Regions from separate parts of the Mus musculus genome. Here regions 2 and 3 are each linked to region 1. A link is a contact called in public Hi-C and targeted proximity ligation data. All regions are on one chromosome and are shown on one strand. The core of a region is the stretch at or near the end of the contact, and the rest is flanking DNA. Distances in the headings are between cores, read along the strand shown.

Region 1 (2,857 bases), core at 172-2,671:
AGAAACAAAGAAAAACAGCAGTTAGTCATATCACAACAATGCACACATAACAAGTAGATCCACACTTCTGGGTAGAAGTAAAGGCTTGTAGAGAATTTATCTTCTAGGAGCTTAAGTCAGAGATAAACAGCTATTAGGTACCAAGATGGATGCTGAGCACAGAATGGAATTTCTTTTAGCCATTACAAATCTAATCAGAGATTGGTTGGTTACTCCCGCAAGCTTTGTCTAACTATTATACCTATGAATCTTACAGGCAGGTTACCCATTGGCTGGGCCTGGTGTTTACCTTTCTTCTTTACTAGTGAGCAAAATTACATTTTGCTGCTGTTTTCCCTACCTATTACTTTCTTTCGTGTGTGTGTGTGTGTGTGTGTGTGTGTGTGTGTGTGTGTAAATGCTGGTGTGCCACAATACAAGTATGGAAGTCAGAATACAATGAGCAGCTTCTCTCTTTCCATCATGTGGTAGGTTTCAGTAATCAAACTCAGGTTGTCAGACTGGCAGCAGGCATCCTCACCTTGCTTGCCAGCCTATTCTTCCTCCTTTTTACTTTCCTTCTTTTCCTCTTTTCCTTTCTGTCCTTTTCTTTTCTTGGAATAGGATCTCACAGTATATCTCAAACTGGACTCAAATGTAACAATCCTCCTGCCTCAGCAGAGTGCTAGGGTTACAGAAGTACTCTATAACAACTGGCTTTGCTTCTTCTTCTTCTTCTTCTTCTTCTTCTTCTTCTTCTTCTTCTTCTTCTTCTTCTTCTTCTTCTTCTTCTTCTTCTCCTTCTCCTTCTCCTTCTCCTTCTCCTTCTCCTTCTCCTTCTCCTTCTCCTTCTCCTTCTTCTTCTTCTTTAATATAAGACTCTAGTTCATCTTGAGTCCTTCTTCCTTCTAAGGCTTAAAGATCCATTTGGAGAGATTTGAAGTAAGCTTTCTTATAGCTGGTTTGTCTTTCCATTAAGCTGTGATATTTCTGAGGTTTTAACAGATTACCTAAGTACTCTATTTTGACTGATGGTTACATCAATGTCTCCAGACAGTGTAAGCTATAGAAATTGCCCAGTTTTCCCCTCATCCATTCTTTGCTTGACCTAATTCAAGCAAACGTGTGATTTGAGTAATATACTGGACAACATTCACTTTGTTGCCCAGTACAAGACCTTAGTCTGCTTGCTGTTCAATGGAAAGCAATTAGTTAAAAAGGAAGGTGCTGGGCTGGCTGGCTGGTGGTGGAGCATGGGGCTGTTTTGTGGGCAAGTTGATTTAGGGGAGGATTGCATAAGGGATGGCTGGTTGCATGCTGATAAGTAGAGATTTGTGTTCTTACACATCTAATCTTGGTCACTTAGTCACTCCCAGTCCCACAGGTCTTAAGGAGGAGGCTCATTGCTTCCCCAGTCTATTCTTGTCATTGTTTACTTTGACCATGTGAGGTTCCTGACTAATTTCACAATGAACAAGCTAGAGTGGGCAGCTGTCCAGAGGCCCTGCTGATCTGAAAAACTCCCAAAATGGAAAACAAACAGATCACACCTATTTATTGTGAAAGATGGGGTCTGCAGAAATCCAGTGGGGAGAAGATGAGCTCAACACCCATCTTCCTTATAAACCCCAGGCTTAAGATTCTCCATGACTCAAGACGAATGTCGAGTAGGTATCTGGAGTTCTGTCTCTGTCCAGCTATCTTTGTCACCACAGTCATTCTTCAACTCTGTCTCTTTAGCTCAATGATTCTGTACTCTTCTTGTGAATCCCTTCCTGTTAGGTTTTTCTTTGCTGTGAAGAGATACCATAACTCTTATAAAGAAAAACATTTAACTGGGGCTGGCTTACAGCTCAGAGATTTAGTCCATTGCTGTCATGGCAGGAAGCATGGTGGAGTGCAAGCAGACATGGTGCTGGAGAGGTAGCTGAGCATTCTACCTCTGGATCAGCAGGCAGCAGGAAGAGACTGCCACACTGGACCTGCCTTGAGTATCTGAGGCCTCAAAGCCTACCCCCAATGACATACTTCCTCCAAGAATGCCACACCTACTTCAACAAGGCCACACCTTCTATTAATGCCATTGTCTGAGTCTCTGGGGGCCATTTTCCTCCAACTACTGCACCTTACAGTACTTTCCACTAATGAACTCCACAGCTAGAGCCAAGGCAGCCCCAAGACCCACCTCCATTGTCTCCTTTTCATCTAACAGCAGTCTTGCTGCCCCATGTTTAGAAAAAGGTGCTGAGCATATCCTTCCCAGAAGCCCATGGGCCCCTCTCTAAGACGGATCATAGTCTAGGTCCCAAATCAAGTCTTAAAAATATGAAACAATTGAAATAACTTAACTCTTATCAGATCACAGTAAAATAAAACTAGAAATCACAAAAGTGAGAGAAATCACAAGAGCTACACAAACACTTGGAATCTTGCTGCAGACCCTCTGGGTCCCTTTGTCTGCATGGAACTGGTCTCTGGGTGCAGATGGGCAAGGAGTCGGTGGGTGACAGACAGACCAACAGGAGAGATTGTGTAGAACCTGAATGTCTTGTCACAAAGTGAACACCAGTCTTATATAGTACAGAAAATAAAAGGGGTAGGAAGTCACAGCAGGCAAAGTACATTGAAGTTGCCTGACACAAAACAAAGGAGTGACTACAAAGGGACTTACAGGAACCAGGTAAATGTTTACAGTAAAGATAAAGCCGTCCTGCATAGGGTCAGCTTAATGACAGGTAAGGATTTCACACCCTAATGCTACTCCTTTGAGCCTTGTGAAGGCTAGCACCAGGGGGTTCTGCTCTAAGCAGAATGCCCCCCTATTTCCTAGGCCTTGTTAGATTCTTATATGAGTATAACTTTTAAGTATCTGGAGAAT
Region 2 (2,827 bases), core at 18-2,517, 350 kb after region 1:
CCAGGCCGAGCCACGCAAGCCACTTGCTCAGAGCGGCGGTTGGGGGGGTGGGGGTGGGTTCGGGTGGCTCCTAAAGGTTGGAGCCAAGTAAGGAGAGAGTGCAGGAGTTAAGCAGCATCTTCTCCAAAATGTTTGCAGCCTCTAGGCCGAGTGCGGTGTCCTGGGCGCCCAGGAATGCTGGCCGGCCAAAGGTTAGCTAAAGCCCGAAGCGGGGGAGAGGCGACGCCGCTAACCTGTATGCACTCTGTAATGGGCTTTAAGATGGGAGGATTTTCCATAGACTTTCCCACAGCCACTGTAGGGGCACTTGTGCCTCTTTTCGGAGGCGTGTTTCCCCTTCGAAGCCACTCCAGAGTGGAGGAGGGAGAGTGGGCTGGGCGCGCTGCCAGAATCCTGTCTCTCCTCCGGGCTGTGGGAAGGACTCGACCCAGATTCGGTGGTCACGTCGCTGTCGGATCCTATATCCTCATCGGGACTCTCCAGACTGTCGCTGCACACCGAGGGGGTCTGGATGGGTCGGTATTTGTTGAGGTCCAACAAGCTCTTGGCGATAGTGACCAGCGTGCAATAATCCTTCCAGGTGTCCCCCGGGTCACCGTGTTCCTTGGTCACCTCGCGCTCAGGTAGTCGCAGCCGCTCGGCTTCCGGAGCGCCCCCGTGCTCCGGCACGGCGGCGCGGTTGGAGATGGAAACCAGACACTGGGCAGCCACGAAGTCCATGTAGGCGGCCGCGGACATGGTGCGGGCGACGGCAGCCCGGGCGGTGCGGCCAAACTTGAAGGTGGCTGCGGAGCTTCGGCTAGCCCTGCCCTGGCCTCGGACGACGAGCGCGGTGCGGCGCGGCCGAGGGGGCGGGGGCGCGGGAGCTTGCGACTCGCGGGAGCGCCGAGGCGACCTCAGCCCCTCATCTTTACGTAACCGGCAGCGCCTCCGCACGCAGCAGCCGCGGCCGGCTCCGCCGCTGTCGCCGCCGCCCTGCCCGGCGCCCCGCGCGATCCCACGATGGGCGCGCCCTCCTCGGAGAGATGCCACACGTGGCGGTCGCAAGTTTATTCGACTGCAAACGTGTCGGAGTCCCAGAGAAAGCCAACTGCGAGCCAGGCGCACGTCCTCGACCGCCTCTCCGCCGAGCTGACGCCCCGGGGCATCAGCCGAGTACGCGGACGAGGGGGGCCGGGGCTGAGTGGGGCTCCGCGCCTACGAGACACTTCTTCCCGCGTCCGCCGACGGCCGCTGAGCCCCTGGTCCTGCCGCGCCGCGCCTCTCCGGCATTCTCCAGCTCAGTAACAATTTCGCAGAATCCCATCACGTCACAATCCAGGCCCCCTCCAATTGGCCAGTGGGGAGGGTGATTCAACTCTGTTTACTTTCTCCCCCTGCCAGTCAGAAGGGCCCTTCGGTGGAGAGGTGCGTCTAGAACTACGGCGCGCGGCCAATCCGACCGTTCCGTTCCGCCGCCGCGTGCTGCCCCTCCAGCCCCGAACGCTGACATTTAAAAGGGAAACTGCTCGGAGCCCGGCAACCAGCGGCTGCGCATCCCCGCAGATGCCGCCCAGACCGCGCGCGCGCCTACGCCTCCCGGCCCACGTGCCAGCTGGCGTGGCTTGGGAACGCTTCTCCCCTAGGCAGTTACGCCCATCCCTAGGGACGAAACAGAACTTCAACTTCGGGTTCCCAGCCCTCAAACAGTTAAGTGACTTCCTGCAAACGCTACAGTCCCAGCAACCAGGCTTCCAATCAAAAGTAAGTTGGTTGATGTCACTGGCATTGGCTCAGCCAATCAGAAGGGCGTTCCAAAAGGAAGCGCCCGACACTTGTAAACCTGCGGAGCAGAAGTGAATCGGACAGATCTTTTCATATTTGTGTTGCTGGTGCTAACTCTAAAATATAGATGGAAGGACGGGGTGCTTAATAAACTAAGTGTGAGTCAAATTTTAAACCCTCGATATGGCAGGCCACGTTGTCCAAGGACAGACTCGGATGAGACAGCATCAATTCGTTCTTGTTTGGAATGCAGCACTTAGATGTTTAAAAGTTCTTTCACCCCACACATTAACCAAGAGAAATTCATCTAAAATTTTTCACAGCTAACAAAAGATCCGGTTCCGTATTAAATGGTTCTTACACAAAAGCACCGCCATCTTGGCATTTTGCTAAACCTCCTACTTCCTTGGGCGCCTTTGACTCTAAATTCGCTCTGTCTTGAAGCTATCTTAACCCATAAACTGAGACCAATAAGACATTGCATTTGCATAACTTGAAAAAATCCTTTTCTTTGTAGGGACTCCTCCCTGTTCCTGCTGGGCAAGCCTTTCCTTCCTCTTGCTTCACAATTGTAGAGAACAAGACTGGTCTACCTTATCAGGTAGACGACCGCAGAACTCAAAAAAAAAAAAAAAAAAAAAAAAAAAAAGCACAGGGTTCCCGATTCCTGACTCTGCTTTAGAGGAGCCACCCCTGTGAAATATTAACTGTGTTAAATAGTCCTGAGAACTGGAATCATCCAGAGAGCCTTAACAACTGAATCTTGTGGCTTTACTTGGTCAACAATTAGTGTGGGGTTGGGAGTCTGATGAACTCAGTGTGCTTCTTCCTGAGATGAGTGCTGGGTTGTTTTCCATCATGATAGCTAAGGATCTACAGCAGGGCATACAGTCAACACTGCGGGTTTACAATCCCTCCATTGCCTGGCGGTGGTGGTGCACGCCTTTGATCCCAGCACTCGGGAGGCAGAGGCAGGCGGATTTCTGAGTTCGAGGCCAGCCTGGTCTACAGAGTGAGTTCCAGGACAGCCAGGGCTACACAGAGAAACCCTGTCTCGAACCCC
Region 3 (2,700 bases), core at 24-2,523, 460 kb after region 1:
GAGCTTAGACAAAATGCTAACATGCTGGCCCCCTTCTGAGTTCGTATATTGAAATCCTAATCCTAAGGTGTTGGCCTTCAGGAAATGATGATGTCAGTAGGGGACAGTCCTTGCAGTTAGGATTAGGTCCCTTATGATGAGAAAGGGACCTAGAGAGAGGCCAGTCTATTCAGAGCAGAGGGCTTGAAAGCCGCAGTTCCGTGTCTTATCCTTGGCCAGAAGCTAGAAGGAAATGCCCTTGGTTTTCTTGCAAGGAATGCCAGATGGAGGCTCTGGTTCATCTTCCAGTTTCTTCTTATCTTTCTTGTTCTAAATGAACATGCCTGCCTGGAAATTATACGTGAGGATGTGTATGGAACTGAGACGCTGCTGGACGCCTGTGGATGGACCGGCTAGCTTGGACAGCTCATCTCCCCATGCCTCACCCCCAGTGTCTGCCATAAGGCCCATGGAAAGCCTAGTGGGACCCTGCTTTTGTTGTCTTGGCTTTGGTTTTGGACCCACCTGTGCTATGTAGGAACTCTGCCTTCCTGCGTTCTCTTAACTCCCACCTACAATCCTGTAATATGACTTCTTGCTAAAACTTGCCCTTCTGTGGTCTGTGAGTTTCGTTCTGTAAATTCGTGACCCAAAGGACCTGGATCTACTGACTCAGTGAGAGTGTTATGTGATTACAAACTTCTGGCACCTTAAATCATGAGTTAAAACCCATGTGAGGCAAGGGAGTTCATTTCCTTCCTTCCTTCCTTCCTTCCTTCCTTCCTTCCTTCCTTCCTTCCTTCCTTCCTCCCTCCCTCCCTCCCTCCCTCCCTTCATTCCTTCTTTCCTTCCTTCCTCTCTCCCTCCCTTCCTTTCTGTCTTTCTTTCCTTCCCTTCTCCTTCCTTCCTTCCTTCCTTCCTTCCTTCCTTCCTTCCTTCCTTCCTTCCTTCCTTCCTTCCTTCTCTCCCTCTCTCTTTCTCCTTCCTTCCCTTTCTCTCTCTCTCTTTCCCCCCCTCTCTCTCTCTCTCTCTCTCTCTCTCTCAATGTGAGAACACAGCAAAAGATGGCTATCTGTTGGCCAGCAAGCTGGCCCTCCCCCTCCCCTCCTGATTCTGCCAGCTCCCTAAACTTGGACTTCCCAGGCCCTGAGTTGGGAGAAAGGCATTTTTGTTGCTTGTGAGCGTGGGAAGTCTATGGCACGAAAACTGCTGTCAAAGGATAAGATTACAACTTGAAGATCTGAAGTTTTGATTCGGAAATTGGGCAACACTTCATTCCATAAAACTGAACGAGTGTTGCAACAGCCAGAGCAGAAGAGGTTGGTTTTGCAGATAGAAGAGAAGTGACAATAACAGAAACAGAACCTGAAGTGGATGGGTCATTCCAAAGTTACTTTCCTTCTAAGGCAGGGACAGGGAAACGGCAGCAAGAAAGCAATGCTTGGTCGACACCAGGCTATTTCAGGTCACTTCTTTTGTGTGAGGATGAAACCTGGAGGATTTTATTATAGTGCAGACAGACACTGTCCTGTTTGGGACATTTGGACTCCACCTATTTATTTATTATTTATATGAGTGCACTGTAGCTGTCTTCAGATACACCAGAAGAGGGCATCAGATCCCATTACAGATGGTTGTGAGCCACCATGTGGTTGCTGGGAATTGAACTCAGGACCTCTGGCAGAGCAGTCAGTGCTCTTAACTGCTGAGCCATCTCTCCAGCCCCCTGTACTCTGCCTCTTTAATCCTGATTTTCAGAAATTCAGATAGGCATCTTAGTTTTAGCTTGGTTTAATAGGAGTGACTCCATTTTGATTTTTTTTTTTTAGCTTGGTCTGTTGGAGCTTAGTACATACTTCTTCCCTCCTTCTCCTCCTCCTCTGTCTCCACCACTACTACTTTCTGCTTCTCATTTCTGTTTGATACAGTTAATATGCACTTTAACTGTCAGTGTTTGGCCCTGAGTTTTAAGTGTTTTCTCACTAAGCTATACTCTTTTTTTTTTTTTTTTTAAGACAGGGTTTCTCTGTGTAGCCCTGGCTGTCCTGGAAGTCACTCTGAAGACCAGGCTGGCCTCGAACTCAGAAATCCACCTGCCTCTGCCTCCCGAGTGCTGGGATTAAAGGCGTGCGCCACCACTGCCTGGCTAAGCTATACTCTTAACTTCGAAAGTTTGTTGGTTCTCTTCTTTATCCTTCCATTGTGAGGTGTGTGTATAGTGTGTGTGTGTGTGTGTGTGTGTGTGTGTGTAGCATGTGTGTGGTGTGTATGATATGTGTGTATGGTGTGTGTATGTCTAGTGTGAGTGTATATAGTGTGAGTGTGTGGTGTGGTATGTATTCATGTGGTATCTGTATGGTGTGTGTGTAGTGGTGTGTGGTATGTGTAAGTATGTTGTGTTGTGAGTTGTGTGTGGTATGTGTATGGGGCATGTGTGTATGTGTGTATGGTAGGCATTTGCTGAAACTGGAGGAGGACTTTGGGGTTCTTATTCCATTGTTCTCAGCCTTATTTCCTCAAGGCAGAAACTCACTGAACTGAACTAAGCTGATAGCCAACAAATCCCAGAGCTCTTCTGTCTCTGCCCTGGCACCAACCAGTGCTGGGGTTACAGGTGCATGCAGCCTCCTCATTCAGCTTCTTGAGGGTGTTGGGAACTCAAACTCAAATCCTTATTGTTCTTACTCACTGAGTCATTCCATAGGCTGATGCACACCAAGA

Evidence for each region. Hi-C and Micro-C count contacts between places; a contact is called where the count stands out from the background.
Region 2: a targeted proximity ligation map of extraembryonic endoderm stem cells shows a contact between it and region 1. A contact is called at or near these places in 7 of 39 promoter capture datasets (3T3-L1-derived adipocytes, the HPC-7 cell line, cranial neural crest and 3 more), 2 of 484 Hi-C or Micro-C datasets (both in liver) and 1 of 130 datasets of targeted methods (extraembryonic endoderm stem cells).
Region 3: a Hi-C map of liver shows a contact between it and region 1, with 4 times the contacts expected there. A contact is called at or near these places in 1 of 484 Hi-C or Micro-C datasets (liver) and 1 of 9 other capture datasets (embryonic stem cells).

What each region holds. Positions count from the first base shown.
Region 1 is chr19:23,491,370-23,494,226 of GRCm38.p6, reverse strand. No RefSeq gene overlaps it. Among named protein-coding and RNA genes, the nearest start is that of Gm34012, 4.0 kb to the left of the region's middle.
Region 2 is chr19:23,139,666-23,142,492 of GRCm38.p6, reverse strand. It overlaps Klf9 (Kruppel-like factor 9), which reads right to left and starts at 1,267. Exons shown (of 2, transcript NM_010638.5): 1 at 234-1,267. The coding sequence starts at 738.
Region 3 is chr19:23,026,989-23,029,688 of GRCm38.p6, reverse strand. The region is part of intron 5 of C330002G04Rik (a long non-coding RNA gene); the gene reads left to right. Among named protein-coding and RNA genes, the nearest start is that of C330002G04Rik, 48 kb to the left of the region's middle.